2 separate regions of the Zea mays genome follow, and region 1 is linked to region 2. The links are chromatin contacts, called in public Hi-C maps. All regions are on one chromosome and are shown on one strand. Each heading gives the region's core, a stretch centred on a gene start, on an enhancer-like site or on the middle of the called end of the contact. The rest is flanking DNA. Distances are from core to core; before and after follow the strand shown. Region 1 holds the start of LOC100281811 (actin 2). Region 2 holds the start of LOC100191373 (Protein LIKE COV 2).

Region 1 (3,722 bases), core at 63-2,562, 140 kb before region 2:
CTCGGAGGCGAGGCGAGGCCAGCAATCAGCAATGGTCTACGTTGAACTTGCCTGTCTCGTGGGGTCTGCTGACTCTCTGCTCTGCTGTGCAAAACCTTCGACCTCATACCGCACTGCAGGAAGTAGCCAGGAACGACAAGTACTTGTTCGCTGTCACACCCCCGACTACTGTGGACTGCCTGGAGTCGCAAGCGAACGCCGGCCTGTTTGGTTCGGCTTTTTTCTGACAAGCTTTTCTAAAAAGTTGACTGTGGAAAAAAGTTGGATGTGAAGAGAAGTTGGCTAAGAATCTGAGTGTTTGGTTCGGCTGCTGTAGAGTAAACTGTCGTACTAATCAACACATAATTTGAAAATAGCTGATGTGTTTTTTATTAAAATAAGCTGAACGAGATCAAATAGATCACGGGTCCGAATAAGCTGAGCAACTTCCTGTGAAAAGCAGGCCTAGAACCGCTTCTGTCCCCTCGTTATCCAGGAGCTGCTGCACACCGCGCTTCTGCTGGCAGCCGCTGCGGAAGCCGGACGTTTGGAGCGGCTACACGGATTCTGGCGCCCAGAAGCCGTAAGAATCCGAACCGGCCCTGTTTGTTTCGGCTTTTCGTAGCTTATGGCCACCAAAAACTGCTGCGTACTACCAAATACTCAGTAGTTTCTATAAAATTCGTTTGGGTAAAAACAATTCAAAATCAATATACACATATAATCGGTTGAGTCATCACAATAGTAGTAATCCGTTACTTTATAGATCCTGAGTCTCATGAACAACTTTATCTTTATCCGTATGTAATCCTAATGATACTTAGATTCTCCTCAACCAGATTCTTTCTACAGTTAAATTTTTAAAAAAACTGGTAAAAAAAGCTGAACCAAATATGTCCAATGTCGAGCTGAGCTGCCGAGCACAAGGTCGGCCCGCCATTAGCCAGAGCAAAACAGGGAAAGGGAAAAAACGGATAGTGTTGCAACCAAAATTCCTCACAATTGTGAAAAACGTCGGTGCAGTCGGAACCATATGTGGGCCTGGGTGCTGGAGCCTTTGGGCCGACGGTAACAAAATATGTGGGCCAAATGAAAATTCTACGGGCCTTTTGACGAGAAGTCCCGAACCTTCTTCCCCTCGAGCGGTTGGAGGCGGAGTAGTTCGCACCTGCTACAGCTGCTAGCGACGGCTGTGGCCCACAAGCCCATGGACCACGGCTGCCGCCCGTGCCCCACCCGCCCTGTCATCCGACGAGGACGCGTGCCGGATTCGGCACCGAAAGCTTCGGTCCGGCAGCCGCCCTCCGCCAAATCCGCCCGCTGGAGCCCTCCGACAGATTTTTATCATCGGGCGCCCACGCGTCTCCATTGACCCGGGCAGGGGCGAGGTCAAGAGGGCGAACCGTTGGCCGGGTCGCCCCCGCTATCATGCCGTGCTGTGACACGGCGGCAGGCGGCTTCCCAACGACGCTGCGTGCGCACCCGCGGGCCGCAGCCGCCCCAGGCGCCTGCATACCAGTCCAACCAGGCGGCCTCGTATAAAGAGGTTCCCCACTTGGGCTGCCGCTCTCCCATTTGTCTCGCGCTTCGCTCTCACGCTCGCGTCACCGGAGCTCTCCAGAACCGAACCCCAACTGCCCAAGGGCGAGCGATCCGAACCCCTCGGCGGCTTCGTCAACGACGCCGAGGTATAGCCGTGTCCCCCCCCCCCCCCCCCCTCTGATCTGCCATCGATTCGATCCGAGGAAGCGATCCGTTGTAGACAGTCGGTTCGATAGATCCCCGCTCGACCTTCCCGTCGGTGTTGACTTCGATTTTTTGGTGTCGATTTTGCTGTTTTTGTCATGCTCGTTTCGGCTCTGGGATTCGGATAGGTGGTCTGGTATGGTGTAAATTGATCCAGCGTAACGAGCAAAAGCTACCGGCGTATGTGTAGCGTAGTCCTGTACTCCTACTATGTGTCCTATGATTTCTACAGTACCTCTGTTGTGTTTTGTTTGATTGGATTCTCTGGTTTATGTGATGGAAGTTAACCATGTCCAGTTACTCAGTCAGTTCATGGGAGTATATATGATTCAGAGTGTGTTGAGTTGCATGCTATGCTGGTCCGTAGCAGAGTAGCGGAACCGGAAAATTGCTCTCAGATCACTCGGTGAAGAACTGGAGATGACTTCAAGCAGTGAAATCACGCTGTTTCTGTTGATAATTCAGACGAAATGTGGCTCAAACATCTAATTAACCATTTTCCTCAACGAAACTGCCCCCCCTGATCCTCCTACCCAAATAGGAGTGTGGTTTCAGACGATTCATGTAATGGGTATATATATGTGATATGTTTGTTGGCCATAAAAAAAATGAAACGTGCATGGTCTGATCTCTGATGGTAGCAGACAAATTTACGGCCTATCAAGTATCAAGATAATGAATAATTTGTATTATCAGATAGCACCGAAGTCTGTCTCTGCGAATTGCTTAAAAGTTTATACTTGCATGAGTCGAGTATCAGTTTTCTTTAACACGGAGTCAAGTTCAGTTGCTTAATCATGAACACTTGTGCACCTTAGTTTTGGCTGATGACTGGCATGTTGCAATTTGGTGTCATCATACTTTTTTGTGGGGTTTATCTGACTCCATGGACATTTGAAGGATTAACACTGCTGCAGATACATTCAAATACATTCTGAATATAGCATTCTGCTGCAGAACACTTTGAGGAATGGCTGAAGAGGATGTCCAGCCCCTTGTGTGTGACAATGGCACTGGAATGGTCAAGGTTGGTTCTGCTGTCCGGTTGTCAATCCTTTAGCTACCATACATGTGTTTCAGTTTTCTTTTGCCTGTTTATTCATTTCTGATTTAATAAACTGATGGGATTTTGATGCCAAACACAGGCGGGTTTCGCTGGTGACGACGCACCGAGAGCTGTCTTTCCTAGCATTGTAGGCAGGCCACGCCACACTGGTGTGATGGTGGGCATGGGCCAAAAGGATGCATATGTGGGCGATGAAGCTCAGTCCAAAAGAGGTATTCTGACACTGAAGTACCCAATTGAGCACGGCATTGTCGGCAACTGGGATGACATGGAGAAGATCTGGCACCACACCTTCTACAATGAGCTTCGTGTGGCACCTGAGGAGCACCCTATACTGCTGACCGAGGCTCCTCTGAACCCCAAGGCAAACAGGGAGAAGATGACCCAGATTATGTTCGAGACATTCAACTGCCCAGCAATGTATGTGGCCATCCAGGCCGTTCTTTCCCTGTACGCCAGTGGTCGAACAACGGGTATGTTACTGCATTAAACCTGTTTCATATCAGCATTCGAATAACAGTGTAGTGAGTGACAGGAATCTTTCTGCAGGTATTGTGCTCGACTCTGGTGATGGTGTGAGCCACACCGTCCCTATCTACGAAGGGTACACGCTTCCTCATGCTATTCTTCGATTGGACCTTGCTGGTCGTGACCTTACCGACAACCTGATGAAGATCCTTACTGAGAGGGGTTACTCCTTCACTACGACTGCCGAGCGAGAAATTGTCAGGGACATCAAGGAAAAACTTGCCTACGTTGCCCTTGATTATGAACAGGAGCTGGAGACTGCCAGGACCAGCTCTAGTGTTGAGAAGAGCTACGAGCTGCCCGATGGCCAGGTTATCACAATCGGTGCAGAAAGGTTTAGGTGCCCTGAGGTTCTATTCCAGCCATCCTTCATTGGCATGGAATCTGCTGGCATCCATGAAGC
Region 2 (3,549 bases), core at 773-3,272:
TTGAATAAACCACCATGTGATGAAGAACGTGACTGCAACAGGGAAAAGGACTACACTGCAGACATAAAACACAAGAAATATATCATGCATACATAAAAGGTATATATAGCTATGGCAACATGTTTAGCTCAGTTATTGTGAAGGGCGTACCATCCAGTCATAAATTTTCTTGAGACCCAACTTTGAAGAACAGCACAGCATGCCTGCACAAAATATACCAGGTTAACCATGAACGATATTTGTCACTCAGTCTGCGCATAATAAAGTTATGTTTGCAAAATAATTAAAGGCTTATCAATATGCCCTCGTGATGTAGAAGTGCAACATGTGTGTTGTAAACTTGTAATAGTTCAACTGTCAATGTAAATAGCAAGCCACAAGGGCAAAAACAACATTGAGCAAAGTAAAAAACAACTTTGACCTTCAGAGATGGACAACAGTTTGTTTTTGTCATTCATGCATGCCGGTTTTCTTTCCAAGGAAATTTATATAGAGCAAACACAACTTTGGGTGCTGAGTTATAATCAAAGGACTGGTTCGACCCAGACACTTTATCTTCACTACCCTTAATACATTAATGCCAACCTCATATCATTACAAGTGTCATTGGATCCAATGATCAATTCAAAAATAACAACAATAACAAACATGGAAAACATACTTCACTTCTACAACATCCACATTTCTCTATATGAGTACCTTAGGTCATTATAGATTTAAAACTGGATCACGTTATACCGCCTCATAATAAAGAGTACAACAATATATAACTTCGCCACACCACCACCACAGTAATTACACCAACTTAAGCTCAATCACAGATAAGGAACATAAAACTACGCAACAACCACGATAACAATCATCTCCATACTACGGTCTTGTTCGTTTTATTCCTAAACCATGTAGATTGAGGGATATTTAGGTGGATTGAGGAAGATTTTGACTAGTAGTGGATTTATTCCCACTCAATCCCCATGGATTTGGGACAAAACGAACATGACCTACAGGTGGACTCTAGAAAGCATGTAAGCCATCCCATAAAAATATCCCCGTTTGCTGATAACATCACGTTCGCACTAATTTCAGATAAGTAGTACGATCAAAACTCAAACTAAGGCAAAATCCCTAAGGCTCTGTTTGTTTCGTTGGAATTGAATTCCATTTTAATAATTAGAATTTAGATAAAACTAATTAAGTTCATATATTTATATATATAATATATTTGTATATTACTCTAAATTATATGAGAGAGATAGTTATATACTACATTTATGTTATAGTGAAGCAAGTAGAAGAGTGTGATATAAGTTGTACATCAGAAAAATAGCATGTAAATCTATAGAATGAATTTCCATCTCTCACTCCATGAATTTGAGATAGACTTATATGATAACTTTGGAAAGTGGTGGAATGTCACATTTTAAAAAAAATAGTCTATTCTATTAGTAAGATTCCAATTCCTCAAAATGAAAGGAAACAAACGGGACCTAAATTTAAACCTACCCACAGGCAACACCAACGAATTCGAGGCTCGCATCGAATTGACAATCATCCCGTAAGCACGAAAGGGTCCGAACACTGGGAAGCACAAATCTACTGGTCGAACGGTCAGCAAGACCCTAGAAGGGCAGCACAGTCGCGCTACTAGCCCAATGCCGCCGCAACTCACGAGGCGAACGAAGGAGCGTAGAGGCTAGATCCGGACCTTGCGTGTGGAGGTGGTGGGCGAGCTGGGTCGCGGCGGCGACTTGGCTGGGTCCTCGGGGTCGACGGCCTCCGCCGCCTGGCTGAGCGGGATCGACGTCGACTCCTCCTCCGGCATGGCTCCGGCGGGTCTCCCCCTTCTAGAAGCTTCTCGCGGGGCGGGTGGAACGAAACAGATGCGAAGTCAGGCGTCGCTTCGGGCGGGCGAGCTAGGGAGGACGGCTGCTTTTGGCAGGCGGCGAGTAGCGGCAAGCAAAAGCGGTTGGTGGCGGAGTACGCAAGAGACGGGACGGGGACGGCCGGACGGGCCGCCGAGAGAGAGACGACGACGTCAAACCCTGGCGGGGACGGAGTGACCAAACTGCCCCCCGAGACCTAGCTCTGACGTTTTGTCCCTACCTGTCAGTGTGTTTCCTCATTCGGGAGCCGTCCTCCACGCGGGGGTCAGCATATCTGTTGGACTGCGGGGACCACGCGACGCGGATGCGGATGGGCCAATGGGGTGACCACGAGTCATGACGGCGTCATCGGGAAAGCGCATCCATCCTTGGGGAAAAACGGAGGAGCGATCGGCTTGACCGCTTGGGTCGTGAGCTGGCTTGAGTGGTGACAAATTTGAAATTATACCATCATGTAAAATGGATTTCGCCGGACTGTCATCAACTTAGGGCTCATTTGACAGAGCTCCACTCCATAATTCTTTAGCTCCGAGAGCCGATTCTCTAATAGCAGAAGTGAATCTATTTAACAAAAATTGTTTGGTAAATAGGCTATCAAGTGATTTCTGAGGGGTTAGAGAGTGGGGAACAGGTTGGGAGCGGTGGGAAGAAGGTTTTAGCTACCACTTTCTAGTACAAATATTCACTCCACTCCCACCATAGAGCAGTTCAGTTTTTTACTGTTTACTTTTGTAGGAGTGACTTTCGCTGGAATCGGAGTCATGGGAGTTGTACCAAACGCCCCCTTAGGTACACACGCTAAAATGCCATCTAACCATTTAAAAAAAGAAAAACCATATTAACTAATGAGGCGTTTGGATCCATTCATTTTGGAGTAATTGAAATTTATTAAATAAAGTAACATATTTAGCTTGGAATTTGACATTCCATCTGTTTCCAAAGTTTAGATATAAACATATCTCACATTCATAGGGTGAAGGATATGAAATGGTTTTATGTATTAGTAGAATATGATTCTACTCTGCAACTTTAGGGTGCTCTTCGACTCACTACTCTATAATAAAAATATAGCACATAAATATCTTCGACATATTGCTAATAATAGTATACAAATATATTTTGCATAAACTATATTAGCTTAATTGATATGTGCATAAATTACTATTATTAGAATGGAATTAAATTCCAAAGATCCAAACGGGCCTACCTTAACCTCTTTTCTATGTCAGAGAGAACATAGAAAATAACAAGCTAACGCGTGTCAAGGGTCTGTTTGGTTCACTGCCTAATTTACTATATTTTGTCCTAAATTTTCTATATAAGATTAATTATTAAATTCGAACGAATAACTTTAGATAAGGTATGACGCATTTACAACCAAACAGACCTCAAAAAGCCGCTCATCTTCCATGACGGGCGTCTTACCTTCCTCCCCACCCCAGCCGCCATGCTTGCCTTCTTCCTCTTCCTTCCGCTCGGCGTCATCCTCTCCGTCATTCGCATTAAAATAGCAGCATTGAAGCAAGCAACCTTGGTTCATCGAGTTGGCTGTTGGGCCCCTGTTCTCTTCTCCTGATCCTTTGACAATCAGACACTCATCACTCTTATTGCAGCAGCAAGCAGCCTGCTTGGTTCACCGAGTAAGAACATGATCTCTACAATACTT

Evidence for each region. Hi-C and Micro-C count contacts between places; a contact is called where the count stands out from the background.
Region 1: a Hi-C map of leaf shows a contact between it and region 2, with 4 times the contacts expected there. The contact joins the promoter of LOC100281811 here to the promoter of LOC100191373 in region 2. A contact is called at or near these places in 2 of 25 Hi-C or Micro-C datasets (ear and leaf).

The regions. Positions count from the first base shown.
Region 1 is chr8:173,057,992-173,061,713 of Zm-B73-REFERENCE-NAM-5.0, reverse strand. It overlaps LOC100281811 (actin 2), which reads left to right and starts at 1,312. Exons shown (of 5, transcript NM_001154731.2): 1 at 1,312-1,667; 2 at 2,683-2,752; 3 at 2,871-3,264; 4 at 3,341-3,722. The coding sequence starts at 2,696.
Region 2 is chr8:172,922,283-172,925,831 of Zm-B73-REFERENCE-NAM-5.0, reverse strand. It overlaps LOC100191373 (Protein LIKE COV 2), which reads right to left and starts at 2,022. Exons shown (of 7, transcript NM_001136807.1): 1 at 1,706-2,022; 2 at 151-203; 3 at 1-55. The coding sequence starts at 1,822.